3 separate regions of the Mus musculus genome follow, and all the other regions are linked to region 1. A link is a contact called in public ChIA-PET and HiChIP or PLAC-seq data. All regions are on one chromosome and are shown on one strand. Each heading gives the region's core, a stretch centred on a gene start, on an enhancer-like site or on the middle of the called end of the contact. The rest is flanking DNA. Distances are from core to core; before and after follow the strand shown.

Region 1 (4,539 bases), core at 1,075-3,574:
ACTTTAAAGAAACTTATCTTTCCCGAAAACAGTATCCAAGGTTAATTTAAGATTTGTCCAGTAAAAGATGCATTAGATTTCTGCATTTTCAATTTGCCAACAAAGAGTTGAGCTGTTCACATAGCTGTCTTACTAGTTACTCACAACTCACTATTAATTTAAAAACAGGGGTGCCAGGCGGTGGTGGCGTACACCTTTAATCCCAGCACTCGGGAGGCAGAGACAGGCGGATTTCTGAGTTCAAGGCCAGCCTGGTCTACAAAGTGAGTTACAGGACAGCCAGGGATATATAGAGAAACCCTGTCTCGAAAAAGCCAAAACACAAAACAAAAACAAAAACAAAACAAAAAAGCAGGGTCAGAGCCTTGTCTCCTCCCAGACACTGCCCACTGGGTACACAGTACTCTAACAGTAATGATTTCAGAGGCCAGAAGGACAGGGTGGTGAACCCCTGTACCCCAGTTGGCAAGAGGCTGAGCCAGAAGGAGTGCTTCAAGTTTAAGGCTATATGTTGACTCTGTCTGTAAATGATAAAAGAATGGACTTAAGGTGATCTTACAAGGTTCTAATTTTCAGCATGACTAAGGAAGAACAAGAGAGTTTAAGGAAAGAGAAATGTGGGGGGCGGAGGTGGGGGAGTGAGGCTATTCTTCTGACAAACACACTGTCCACTGCCTGCTTGGGATCTGTTTTAAGCAACTCCTAAATATAAATTCCAAAATTTACAATTGTTCAAAAAACATATGCAAATATTTTTTAAAGAAAAACAAAATCCTTACCCTGCAGTTCATGATGTATTACTCCCACTAGGTTGGGTTCATCTCCCCACCAGAATATCCAGAGCTCTTTGCAATCTGGCTTGACATCACGACGCCATACACACAGCAGGTTGGCTTGCAGACAGCGGATGAAACTTAACAGGATTGGATCATCTTGGGCTGGGGCTGAAATTATGGGTCCACAGTCCCCGTGCCCTCCAAAATTGTACCTACGCCATTTGATTCCTGTGAGTTCAGCCTGGAAAACGACAAAAAATTTGCAATAGTTTTGATTTTTCCTTTTACTTACAGACCACTAAAAGCAAATTCCTATAGGAAGGGAAAGCTGATAAAATAGGCATTTGTATTAAACTTCACACCACAAGGTCTCTTCAAAGGAAGAGCACACATCAGAAGGCTGTCGGGACAAACATCATATTAAATACCAAAATGAAACAAGCTCGCAATCATTATGTGCTGCTGAAAAACTTTTATTCTCCTGACCATTTATTAGGTACCCATATTTTTAAATATTATCTTCAATTATTACTTGCTGTTCAGTTCACAAATTACACTTATTTTAAAACCAAATAAGGGCAAAGAGATTGATCAGTCAGCAGCTAAGAGCACCAGCGCTCTTGGAGGGGACCACAGTTGGATTCCCAGCATCACACAGTGGCTCACAACCCCTCTTAACTCTGACCCCAGAAGCCAGTGCCTTCTTCTTCATGTCTATGGGCACAGGACAGACCTGGTTAACACACATACATGCAAGTAAAACTCTTGTACATACTAAAAAAACTTTTAAATACTTTTATAAATAAATAAAACAAGTAAGATTTTAAAATAACTGTTGAGGCACAGTGGCCCACACCTTAAACCCCAGCACTCAGGAGGCAGGAACAGTGGATCTTCTGTGGGTTTGAGGCCAGCCTAGTCTATAAACCAAGTTTCAGGACATCTAGGGCTATGTAGAGGGACCATCTCAACAACAAAAGTCCAAGTTGATTGTTCCTAACACAAAAACGTGAAATTCACACTGCTTCTAAATCCACACTTGGAAGCACTTGAGCTCACTTCACATTAGGGATAGCAAGCCAGAGAAACATATGTCAACAGCCCTGAATCTGAAAATCCACCATCTGAAACATCTGGACCCCTTGTAGAAGACATTCTGAGGAATTCCCACTCCCTCACCCTGTGCCCCAACCTCAGCAGCCAGTTCAGGAGGTGGGAGTTTTCACCAGGGCAGCACAGCATGCTAAAAGGCTCCTCAGGAAGTAGCTGCTAACACAGCAGCCGGCAGCAGCCAAGGCACATTACACAGAGCCCTGCCTCCTTAGCACGGAACTTTAAACAAGCAAGCAGAGGCCGTGTGTTCTGTGCGCAGTTCACACACTTCTACTTTCGAATTTCCTGAAGCTTAGGTTGGATGAACTGGACAGAACATCACAAAGAGAGCGGGGCTCCTTACTTAGTAGCTACAAACTGGGACCATGTACTGGACCAGAGCAAAGCTGACTCACCACAGTCCTGTATCGAACAGCCCACGTGCCCCCATCCCTTCATTTCCTCTCCCACAAAGCCAGTCATTCTTATGGACAAATTCTTTAAAACAGAAGCACCACAGGGCAGAAAAGTAACCATCTGCAACCCAACCGGGACTAACTCCAAGTGCTTAAACAGCTGACACACAGCATACGTATGTGCGTGTATTTAAGACAGAGTCTCACTATGTAGCCCTAGCTGGCCTTGAACTTACTGTGTAAGCCAAGCTGGGCTCCAATTAAGCAAGCTGCACTTGCCTCCTAAGTACTGGGACTAAAGGTGCAGGATACCATGCCTGGCATATTTTCCTTAAGCAACAAGGTATCCCCAGTATTTACATAGCATCTACATTGCATCAGGCAAATGTAATCTTAAAGACCATCCTAGGTGCATGCAAATCCTGCGTTTCTATGCTGCCTGGGGATCTGAGGCGAGGCAAGGCAAACAATCCTGACAGGAGGACAGCTGGCCAGCTCTCTGAGCTCTCCCTGGCTGAGGAAGTGATTCCTTGGCGCTCCCCTCTTCTCACTGCCATGCCTACACTCTTGTCTAGTTTTCTGTTCAAGCCCCCATGTTTCTTCTAATAAAAGTAATATCTCTGTGCTTTAATCAGAAAGCCTAGCATTATTTTCTAAGTGTCAAAGGAGATAAAGTAAAAACAGAGTAGTTCGATTTGGAGAAGATACAGAGAACACTCATCACTTAAGCAAGAACACTGTCCTACGCCCAAGAACCCTGGGCGGGGGAGGGGAGGGGAGCACGGGCGCCAAAGACACAGGACAAATCACTATGACAGGGACCATGCTGTAAGTGTAGAAAACAAGGGCACAGTAGAGACCTGCACCCTGGCTGAGTCTGTCCCCAGGAAAGCAATGCACGGAGACACACGGAGACTCACTGGAGCACGTTCACCTGTAGTGCCCACCCTCGCAGCTGGGCAGGAAAATATCTGGATGACTCCAAACTGCTCTCTAGCCCCAGCTTCTGCGCTAACTTCCTGTGCCTGCTCTCAGTGGCAGAGGGAAGCCACTGTCACCTGCTGTGCTCTTCACAAAGCTGTCCATGCAACAGTGTGCTGTAAACTCCACACAGCACTGCCTGCCACAGGCTAACTAGTCAACCAAAGGAACTGGGAAACTTCCAATTATTTCAAAACATTCGGTTCCCTTACTTTAAAGCTAAAATTAAGTATTATAAAAGTCTACCTCGGTAAGCCTTGACACCTAACAGATGACTATGATAAAGCCAACATGGGGGGGGTGGGGGAAGTGAGGTGGGGGTTTCAATCTTGGCTCAGTGTCTAGTAAGGGCAAAGCTGAAGACCCAGCACCCTGTCCCAGCACAGCTGCTATCTCCTATGAGTGTGGAGCAACGGTCTTTGCTCACCTCCTCTCAGCCCCAGAGCAATGGAACAGGCCTTGCAAGAAACCTCAGAAATGAAACCAAGCAAGCCTGGGTCTAAAGTCAACACGGGCTCCTGATTACTGAGACACTAAAACTCTCCAACCCCTCTTTATTTTTTTAGTCTTTCATTTATTTACTGTATAGAAGTGCTCAGGGTGGGAGTCAGCTCTCTCTACTATGTGGGTACAAGGGATTGACCTAGGTTCTCACCTCATCAGAAAGCCCTTTCACCTGCTGAGCCATCTCACTGGCCCTGTTTCCCCCATTTCTGACAAATGCCTAACTCTAACACTCGAGCTTTTCTTTTCAAAGTCTTGAACCAGCCCTGAACCTAGTGGCACAAGTGCAGCCCTAGAGATGCAGGTCGCCTAAAGGCCCAGACCTGCCGAGCAGAGACCTGGGAATAGTGCAGGGGCAGAAAGCTCTCTGAGCATGGGTGGCTGGCCACAGGTTCAATCCCTTACTCTCCAAGTCTTTGTTTTTGTTTTTTTGTTTTTGGAACAAACCTTTAAGCATTTTGATATTCAAATTATCCTAGAGCTATATTTATGTTAAAAGAATAAACAAATGCATAATTTCAGGTTAGTTCTAAAATATAAAACCAAAAAGGTAGAGTTTACTCTTCAAGGAGCAAAGGTGGTCCTCCCATGTGAGCAGCTCCAGCACTTGGCACTGAGAGCCTGACTCCACTGGGCCCTTGAATTCTTCCCCCTGCCTCAGACCTTCCAGCCACGTAGCTCAAGAAGTTCAGATTCCTCACAGTTAAATAAGTCATCCCGAATCATAAACCTGACAAGCGACAGGTCCCAAACATAGCTACATTGAAGCC
Region 2 (4,539 bases), core at 980-3,479, 220 kb after region 1:
AGCCACCATGTAGAGGCTGGGAATCAAAATGTGGTCCTCGGGAAGAGCAAGCAGCAAGTGCTCTTAGCTGCGAGCCATCTCTCCAGCCCCTTAAGTTTAGATGTTTGTTTTTTAAAAGTGAACCGGGATGGGGAAGATGTCTCAGCAGGTCCTTGCCGACAATGTTGATGAGATGAGTTCCTCCATGGGCCCACATATTAGAAGATGAGAACTAACTCCTGTGCTGTGTCCCCTGACCTCCACAACCTGCAGGCTGGCACACTTCCAAACCAATGACAGACAAATAAGCAAATCTTTAAGACAAAAGTGGAACATTGATTAACTTGGGGTGTAACTCGGTTGGTAGAGTATTGGTCTCCCACATGCAAAGCCATGGATTCAATCCCCAGTACATATAAACCACGTGTGGTAGTGAGAGCCTGTAATCTCAGAGCCGAAGCAAGGATCGCCTCTTATCACCTGCAGCTACACTGCAAGTTCGAGACCAGGGTGGGTTGGGACGAGACAGCGAGGCTGCAGAGCGTATCTAAGTATTTAAGCCTCGTAGGAGGAATTCCTCTCTATCACAGTAGTTACATCGGCAGCTACGGTGGAAGCATAGAGCCTCATCCCCAACCCGGTCTAAGCCTCCACTGTCACGCATCACTAACTGACTAATAAACCTTACTCCTTGGCCAAGTCTGCATCCTGCCAGTACCAGCTTCCCCACATGAAAGAGAAGCAAGAGACAGCACTTTGGGACCCTGGGGGAACAGCCTACGTCTGCTGCTGCACATCAACCGTTGAGCTCTGAGAGGGGCTGCCAGACAATGGGAAATGAAACATTTGAGTGGTTTGGGAAATATTAGGTAAGAAAACCCCCTCCCCCGGGTATTCTGTGCAGCAGCTGTGACAGGGAAGGAGGGGGCTTTCGGGTTTCAGTGTTCCTGAGCAGACCAATGGCTGCTAGAATGTTCTTTCCGGGAAGACATGGCCTCACACACGAAGCTGGCTGGGAACCCAAATGATTGCTTAAGAGTTCTGAACCACCATTCCCCCAATCCTTCTGTCATATGCACACACACACTCATCCATCCACACACACACACACACACACACACACACACACAGACACACACATACACTTTCCCTACACACTTATATAGTCACCCCACACATTTACACACTTACACACAGTCACATACACATATACTTATCCCACACACTTAGACACACATTCATACAGTCTCATACACACACTCACAAACATACACACTCACCACACACACTTACAGTCACACACATTCACCCTCCCTATCCTACACACTTATTCAGTCACCCCACACACTTAACTTACACTGTGTGTAAGTGTTTGCACACAGTCATATATACTCACACTTACCTCAAACACTTACACACAGTCACATATACTCACACACATATAGTTACCCCACATATTTAACACACACACTTACACATAGTCACATACACACATTCACAAACATACACACTCACCACACTTACACACAGTCTCACACACACACATACATTCACTTATACACAATCACACGTAGTCACATACACACACTTATATACAATCACACGTAGTCACATACACACACTCAAACACACACACACACACACTTGTACAGGTTTTCTATGGCCTTGCCAAGCTGGTGACATATATGACCTTGGCTCTGACCCAGTGTTCATAGTAGGAGTTTTGCCATCTCCCTTGAATCTAACGGTAAACTCCAACATGGTGTCACTGCTTGCAATGCCCCTGGTATTTCTGGTTAGCATGTGGCTTCCTTCCACTTTCTCCATTCCTGTTTGTAACAGACATTTGTCTGTCACACTCTTCCTCTTTTGTACAATAAAGTGAGACTGACACTAACCACTCCTTGTTTTGTTTACCTTAAAACTAGCAAGTGGCCCAGCGGAGAGGAACAGAGACGAGCTGACCCCTGGAGGTGGCTGGCCGGCCAGCCTCAATGAAACCTCAAACTCAGATTCAATGAGAGACTGAGTTTCTAAACACAAGGTAAAATGTGATAGACAACGATACCCCAACATCAATCTCTGACCCACCCCCAGCGTATGTGTATAGACGCGCACATACACACATGTGCACACATACCCATACACACATGTGCACATACACAGACACACCCCAACTGAGAAAATGCCTAGAAGCTCTCATAACCAACACCCCCTCAGGGCTCCGCTTTTTAGATTTGTTAAAGGGATGATGTACAGATTTTCAGAGAAACCTGGTGGATGGGGAAACAGGAAGTTACAAAGGTTAAGGGACCTGTGTATTAGTCACGAGGTTTCAGTTGCAAAAGGACCCAATCCTGGCATAAAAGCACCGCCCCCACCTCCCAGCCCCCACCAGATACAAAATGGTTGGGACTGTCTCCATCAGAAGGGAGGGTCGGAAGAGCTTCCGTCATGGCTGGATCCAGGTCCTCAGTGAAAAAGTCTAGAACACATCCCCTCTGCATCTGTTTGGTTTGGATTTGCTTTGTTCTGGTTTCCTGTTTAGATAGAAACTCTACCTGTTGAACACATTGCCTCACGGGGCACATCTCTCTTTCTCCTGGTGCTCACTGCAAAAGTCCAGGGGCTGGGGCCAGAGGGCTCTGATAGGCTCTGACCGGGGTGGGGGGAATGAACGAGGTCCTGGGCCTTTAGCTGCAGCCAAAGTCTAGACAAACCACACAGACAGGGTGAGACTCCCCCTCCCTCCCAAAGATTGGTGTGTTCCCCCAGAAGGGGAGGGAACAAATACTAAAGTACGGGGAGACAAGAAGATCTGTAGCTGGTAGGCCAGGGAGGAGGAGGCCAGTGACCCCCAGGTTATTTGGGGACGTTCAGAATTTCTTTTGTCTGTGCAGACACTTAGACAGAAGCAGAGAACTCTCTAGGATAAGTCTGAAAACGGGGAGCTGTTTTTTCTGGAGCTCACCACCACACAGTAAGGGTCCCCAGTGAATGTGAGACTACTAGCCTCCTCCTGCCAGCCTCCTGCCCTCTGCCTAGGAAAACTGTGCAGGGGTTGCAGGTCCCTGAGTGGGGATTGCACCCACTCTGCTCTCCCTGCTGCATCACCCTAAGACCCACATCTTCCTCAGTGGGGCAGCACCTGGAGCAAAGCCAGAGGAGACCTCTGCATCTTGCCTGGCTCTGTAGCTACTGCCTGGAGCTGAGGCTCAGCCTGGAGCTAGGATCCAAGCAGCCAGAGCCTGCTTTCCAGTCCCACTCAGTGCCTCCTTCAGACTGGCCGGAAGTCACATGCTTCCTCCACTCAGAAGTGTTTACAAACAGCATACCTGCATACCTGCATACCTGCCCTGGCTTCTTGCTCCAAAGACTGCTCTCTGCCATGCCCAGTGTAGCTGGTTATTAGGGCCCACCCCGTTGTGAGTCCCCAGTGCTCCAGGAAGCTTGCTGCCTACACACTAGACACCAGTTGTTATTATCTGCATTGTGTACAGACAGACAGACAGAGACAGAGAGAGTGAGAAAGAGAAGACATGACAGACACACACACACACACACACACACACACACACACACACAGAGAGGGGGGGGGGGCGGGCAGGCAGGCAGGCCCAGGGCTAAATGAATTTGGCTGAGCACTTTGCTAGGCTATCTGATCAGGTAAATAAACTGGACGAAGGCTCAGCTAAGTACATCGTGAGAGCCTTGGCAAGCCCAAGGCCCTGGCTGCATGTCCAACCTTTTGACTTTTCAATGCAATGCTATTCTCTAGAAAGTTAACACTTGAGGGCTGTGCAATTGAATCATGCGCTTGTGCACACATGCACACACATATGCGAGCATGCGCGTACACACACACACACACACACACACACACACACACACACACACAAAATTGAGTTGGGTAGCTGGCTTACTAGATAAAGCCTTTGCTTTGTACATGTCCCCAGAACTCGCATAAAGCAGAATGCAGCTTCACACATCTGTAACCCCAGCCTGCTCTGAAGTGAGAGGAGAGAATTCCCAGAGTCAGCTGAGCTGGACTACACAGCGGCAAGCAAGAGACTCCATCTACCTCACACAAGACGGGAGGCAAGGACTGACCCCCAAGGTTATCCTGACTTCTACTCAGGCACCTGTACTCACATGAACATGCACAGGAACACACAGTCACATGCATATGTACATACCACACACACACACACACACACCTCACCCACACGCAGTTGCAGAATCCCACCCTATTCTAAAATAAATTACAATTTCGTGTTGGAAACACATATGCAGCTCTGCGGCCTGCAGGTCACAGGTTGGACACACTCTGAAGGGCACGGTCAATCCCTAGACCCAGATGGACCAAATTCTCAGTTTCTTCCAGGGCCTCTTCGTTGACTTTGTCTGATATTTCAATAACCTCCTGCAGCGGACTGGCCAGAGAGAACAGCTCTATTTACAAAGCAGCCTGGGCTCCCGAGGCTCCAGCAGGATCAGGGTAAGTCAGGTAAGCGGAGGCCTGCCCCCTCCTGAGCCCACCTGCAGCAGCAAGGCAGCACT
Region 3 (4,539 bases), core at 760-3,259, 160 kb after region 1:
GGAACCTTCTACTCTAAAATAGGAGCCGGGACGGAAGTTGACAGATCAGCTTTGACCAGGGGAGGGTGTGGGACAGCTGAAGGCTTGAGGGTGTGTGTGGGTGTGCTGATTTTCTAAGACTGGAGACAGCACGTGAATGAAGATTCTCCCTACGGCTTTGGGGGACGATGGGGGGAGGGGGGCTGTGGGGAGAGTTGGGGAATGCCACATCAGACATTCCATCCCTCTGAGTGGGCCTCTAGGCCTGAACCTCAGGTAGAGAATTGAGAAAGAACTTCCCGCTTTGGTCCAGCGCCCCTCCCCCATGCCCCACCCCGGTAGCCTGGGGGCTGTATGTTTTACCTGCAAGGCACTTAACTTCTTCGAGGAGTGTCCTTACCTACAAACTAGAGGTCAATGCGGTGTGTACTCCCATGACTTGGGGACACAACTGGTGTTGGCTCTAGTGTCTAGACCTCTTTAATTTTAAGCACGGTGGGCAGTGATCCGGTGTACGGCCGCGCTGTAGGTACTGAGCAGGCGCAGTTCCAGTCTGGAAGTCTGTCTCTAGGTTTTCATCTGGCCTCTACTCTGCCATTCTACCGGCAGCTCCCGGGCAGGTGGGGAGGAGGCTCTAGCCTCGGCCTTCCTCGGGCTTTTAAAATGTAAATCTACCCCCTGCAGCCCCCATACCTCTTGGGCTAACTGCCTGCGCCAGAGCTTTTCTTTCACCGGTAGGGGCCTGAAGCCAGGGAAGTGGCTTACTGGGAGTACCAGGAGGAGCCCATTGAAAGACGGGGCCCTCCTGTGTAGTGTGGACTCCACCTGGCATTCCGGATTTACAGAATGGGCTGACGGGATGTGAGTGGTTGGAGCTGGGGAGGCTGTGACTATTGACAGCGTGAGTCCTGGGGTGCAGCGGGAGACCAAACAAACAGAGAAATGACCTTCAAAGATCAAGGTGACAGTCAGCATCACCCACTGTGCAGGTTGGGTTTATGTCAACTTGACACAGGCTAGGGTCATCTGAGAGGAGGGAACCTCAGGTAGAAAACATCTTCCTAAGATCTGGCTGCGTGCAAGCCTCTATGCAGGGCATCTCCTTAATTAATGGTTATTATGGGGGTGGGACAGCTCATTGTGGATGGGGACCACACCTGGGCTGGTGGTCCTGAGTTCTATACGAAAGCAGGCTGAGCAAGCCATCAGGAACAAGCCAATAAGCCGCATTCCCTTCATGGCCTCTGGATCAGGTCCGGTCTCCAGGTTCAAGCCCCGTTTGACTTCCTGTCTTGACTTCCTTCAGTGACCGCACAGTGCCACATAAATCCTTTGCTCCCCAGGTTGCTTTGGTCATGGTGATCCACCACCGCAGTAGTGAGCCTAAGACACCTGTCATCTACTCTGTAGGGTTGTCACCCAAACCTGCCGTTTCTGCGGTATGATTATGAACCACTTAACAACAACGACACCACAGATGAGAAAACTGAGGCACAGAATGTTGGCATGACAGGCAGAGTCCACAGGCCAAGTTCTCTTCGGCTTAGCTAGAGATTGTGTGTGTGTGTGTGTGTGTGTGTGTGTGTGTGTGTGTGTGTGTGTGTAAAGACGTGATGTAGAAGCTACGGGTGCCCACAAGTCTCTTCTGGCTATGATGGTGCCTTCAGTGCAGCCAGGCAGAATTCAATCCTTGGGCGCTTTCCTAAATTTAAGCTCTAAACGCCACCCTGGGGGCATCCCTCCATGCTTTCTCTTTCTCCTTGTTATGTAGATGAAGTTTCTCCAGGAATCCTCCACCCTACCTTTCTCCTTTCGGACTCCCCTCCCCTCTATTGAGGGGAAATCCCAAAGTTTATCCTGCGTCTGAAACAGGCCTGGCTGAGGTAGAGCTTTGGGGCAGAAAGGGACAGAATTTAGGAACTGGCAGACCGGAGGGTTTGTGGCTACCTCAGGGTTTTATCTCTTCACACTCTCCCCCTAAGCTCAGCAAGCGGTGTTCCCGCCTCCGCAGCCGCTCAGTCCCACCTGCCCACCTGCTGCTACTTACAAATGGCCTCCCTGCGCCTCCAGGCACTGTTTATCCGCTCCCTACACACCCACCAGCTTCCCGGGGACAGGAAGAATTTTATCTCTAGGGCTGAAAATGCACTCTCTAAGGCCCAGGACCCAATCGTCTTTCCTTCCAGTACTTGGCTCTAATCCACTTACTAGGCATTCAATAAATCTCGCGGAGTGCCTTAGAAATGGCTTCAATGAGAGCGCAGTCTGGGCTGTGGGCACACTCCAATAGGAAGGCCACAGCTACGGGCCCAGCTCCCGCACCCCAAATCTGTCTTTTCCTTTGTGGTTATCTGGTGCATTCTGGGAATGTAATCAGACACCCTGGGTGCCCAATGATCTCATCCCAGCGGTTCCTACCCTCAGCTTCAAAGTGGCAATTGCACGTTTGTTTATTTGATTGGTTGTTAATATGATTGAGTTATGGGCTGGTTGTTTGATTTGTTTGAGAAAAGGTATCCTTTGGCTTAGGCTAGCCCAGACTGGCCTTGAACTTCTTTCTAATGCCTCCACGTCTCAAAAGTATGCACCACCACCCCTCATTTGCTTTTGTTTTGTTCAACTGGTGGTGGGGAGGGGCCGGGACTGAATCGCTTATGTAGCTCAAACTGGCCTCAAGGCTATGATCCCCTGCCTCAGAGTGCAGAATTACACTGATATGTACCGCTCGCCCCACTGTTCTTTTGAGACAGAGTTTCACTTCTATAGCCCAAGCTGGCCTTAAATTTAAGGGCCTCCTGCTTCAGCCTCACAAATACTGTGAATTTCTTTCATTATATCCAATGAGAGAGCAAACCTGAGGTTTGGTCCTTCCTTTGATAGGCCTCAGAAGAGCTGAGAGAGCTTGAACATATGAATCTTTGAATGGGAGAAAGGACCAGCTCCTGGTAGGTTGTTCTCTGATCTTCACATACTCATTCCATGAACACACAAATAAATAAAGAACTCAAAAGTTAAAAAAACAAAAACCAAACCAAACCAAACCAAACCAACCAACCAAACCCCACAAGGGCTGGAGAGATGGCTCAGGGGTAAGAACACTGAACACTCTTCCAGAGGTCCTGAGTTCAATTCCCAGCAACCACATGGTTGCTCACAACCATCTGTCATGGGATCTGATGCCCTCTTCTGGTGTGTCTGAAGATAGCTACAGTGTACTCCTATACGTAAAATAAATAAATCTTTTTTTTAAAAAACCCCACAAAAGTTAAAATGTGTAAACAAAGTAAATAAAATAGCCAATAAAAATTTTAAAAAGAAACAAAACACCCTCCAAACAAAAAAGTAAGTTTTTAAAAACAAATTCACAGCCCAGAAAAAAAAAGAAAGAAAATGAAAATGTGAGAGAGGAGAGAGAGAGAGAGAGAGAGAGAGAGAGAGAGAGAGAGAGAGAGATCCAGTTGCTAAAAGCATTCACTGTTCTTGTAGAGGATCTAGGTTCAGTTCCCAGCATGGTCACCTCTAACCCAGCTCCACGAGACTCAACACCCTTGTCTGGCCTCTGAGGACACCCACATGCACTGCACACACACATCAAAAACTGATAATGTTCATATTTACAGCCAAGAAGGAAAGACAAAGCACAGTTGTTGGGAGAGAGTGAGGCTATTTCTCATGCCCCTGGGAGCCTCCTTCTCTGCCTCAGGTGACAAGCAGGTAACAAAAAACCACAGACTGCCTGCGCCACCTACAGGGTCCAGAGCCTGGCGTCTGGATAAAGAACCAAGAGCAACCTCTTAACTCAGTTGTCTGCCCCTCTTGTGACTCCAAAGTTAGGATATTACAGAACAAAAGTCTATAAATGGCTTTTTATGGAGAAGGACAGGAAAAAATGTCAGAGAGATGGCTGGAAGTGGAGGATTCCGGTCCTACAGGCACAAAGCTCAGGGTGAGATACCGGGGCACAGAGGAACCCTCTTGCCTGAAGGTACCTTTGCTAACACTCAGCTGAGAAGCCTCTTTGTCTAGTGGGAGGGCTAGGGGTTGGTTTGGCTGATGGAGATGCCCCAGGGGTTTACTGGAGTCTCTTTGGGCAATTGTGAAAGCATGGTGTTTGGGTGTCAGAGATAGGGTTAGAGACCAGGAAGCTCCAGGATTCAAGATGTGTTTCTGAGCAAAGACTGGGCTGGGCTAGGAAACACTGGGGTGGGGTGGGGGGTTGGCATTGGAGATTGTCATGTGGGCAACTGCTACTCCTGGCTTTCTGTAGACTTCTTCCAAGGCTGAACATCACAATCCCATCTGTAAAATGGAAACAAAGAAACCACCTGGGAGGTAGAGTGTCCAAAAGAAAGGAAGGTCATCTCTCAATGCAGCTCTGCCAGGCTGAGTGAGCCCCAGCCTGAAGGATCTGGACCCAAACAAACCATGGACCTCTGTGATGGGTCTCTCTGCCCTGCAGAAGTAGCCTGATGTCACCCCACCTTCATCCTTCCTCCACTCCTGTCTACATCATAACTCAGCCCAGCTGCCAGGACATCTGGGTTCAAATCCAGACCTCAC

What was found. ChIA-PET counts read pairs in DNA pulled down with a chosen protein or histone mark. HiChIP or PLAC-seq counts read pairs in DNA pulled down with a chosen protein or histone mark.
Region 2: a contact with region 1 is called in an RNA polymerase II ChIA-PET map of memory CD8 T cells, with 33 read pairs. The contact joins two enhancer-like sites. A contact is called at or near these places in 3 of 484 Hi-C or Micro-C datasets (bone marrow-derived macrophages, large pre-B cells and nephron progenitors), 9 of 115 datasets of contacts at active chromatin or transcription factors (the HPC-7 cell line, astrocytes, bone marrow-derived macrophages and 6 more) and 1 of 9 other capture datasets (embryonic stem cells).
Region 3: a contact with region 1 is called in an H3K27ac HiChIP or PLAC-seq map of epiblast stem cells. The contact joins two enhancer-like sites. A contact is called at or near these places in 1 of 15 datasets of contacts at CTCF or cohesin (stem cell-derived epiblast-like cells), 7 of 484 Hi-C or Micro-C datasets (cerebral cortex, embryonic stem cells and nephron progenitors) and 9 of 115 datasets of contacts at active chromatin or transcription factors (bone marrow-derived macrophages, embryonic stem cells, epiblast stem cells and 2 more).

Annotation. Positions count from the first base shown.
Region 1 is chr5:118,589,811-118,594,349 of GRCm38.p6, reverse strand. It overlaps Med13l (mediator complex subunit 13-like), which reads right to left. Exons shown (of 31, transcript NM_172424.4): 2 at 780-1,017. Among named protein-coding and RNA genes, the nearest start is that of Med13l, 31 kb to the right of the region's middle. Within about 2 kb of position 2,324, at least 80 of the 459 cell types and tissues checked have an H3K27ac peak or open chromatin away from gene starts, as enhancers often do. A contact at or near this core is called in the HPC-7 cell line, bone marrow-derived macrophages, epiblast stem cells and 2 more, where this site is marked.
Region 2 is chr5:118,373,906-118,378,444 of GRCm38.p6, reverse strand. Gm30604 (a long non-coding RNA gene) reads left to right here. Exons shown (of 6, transcript XR_878721.1): 3 at 680-848; 4 at 1,908-2,023; 5 at 3,936-4,486. Among named protein-coding and RNA genes, the nearest start is that of Gm30604, 4.7 kb to the left of the region's middle. Within about 2 kb of position 2,229, at least 91 of the 459 cell types and tissues checked have an H3K27ac peak or open chromatin away from gene starts, as enhancers often do. A contact at or near this core is called in the HPC-7 cell line, bone marrow-derived macrophages and memory CD8 T cells, where this site is marked.
Region 3 is chr5:118,432,966-118,437,504 of GRCm38.p6, reverse strand. No RefSeq gene overlaps it. Among named protein-coding and RNA genes, the nearest start is that of Gm30657, 22 kb to the right of the region's middle. RefSeq lists enhancers at 1-1,461, 1,472-2,854, 2,451-3,635 and cis regulatory regions at 1-4,539, 1-4,539. Within about 2 kb of position 2,009, at least 35 of the 459 cell types and tissues checked have an H3K27ac peak or open chromatin away from gene starts, as enhancers often do. A contact at or near this core is called in epiblast stem cells and stem cell-derived epiblast-like cells, where this site is marked.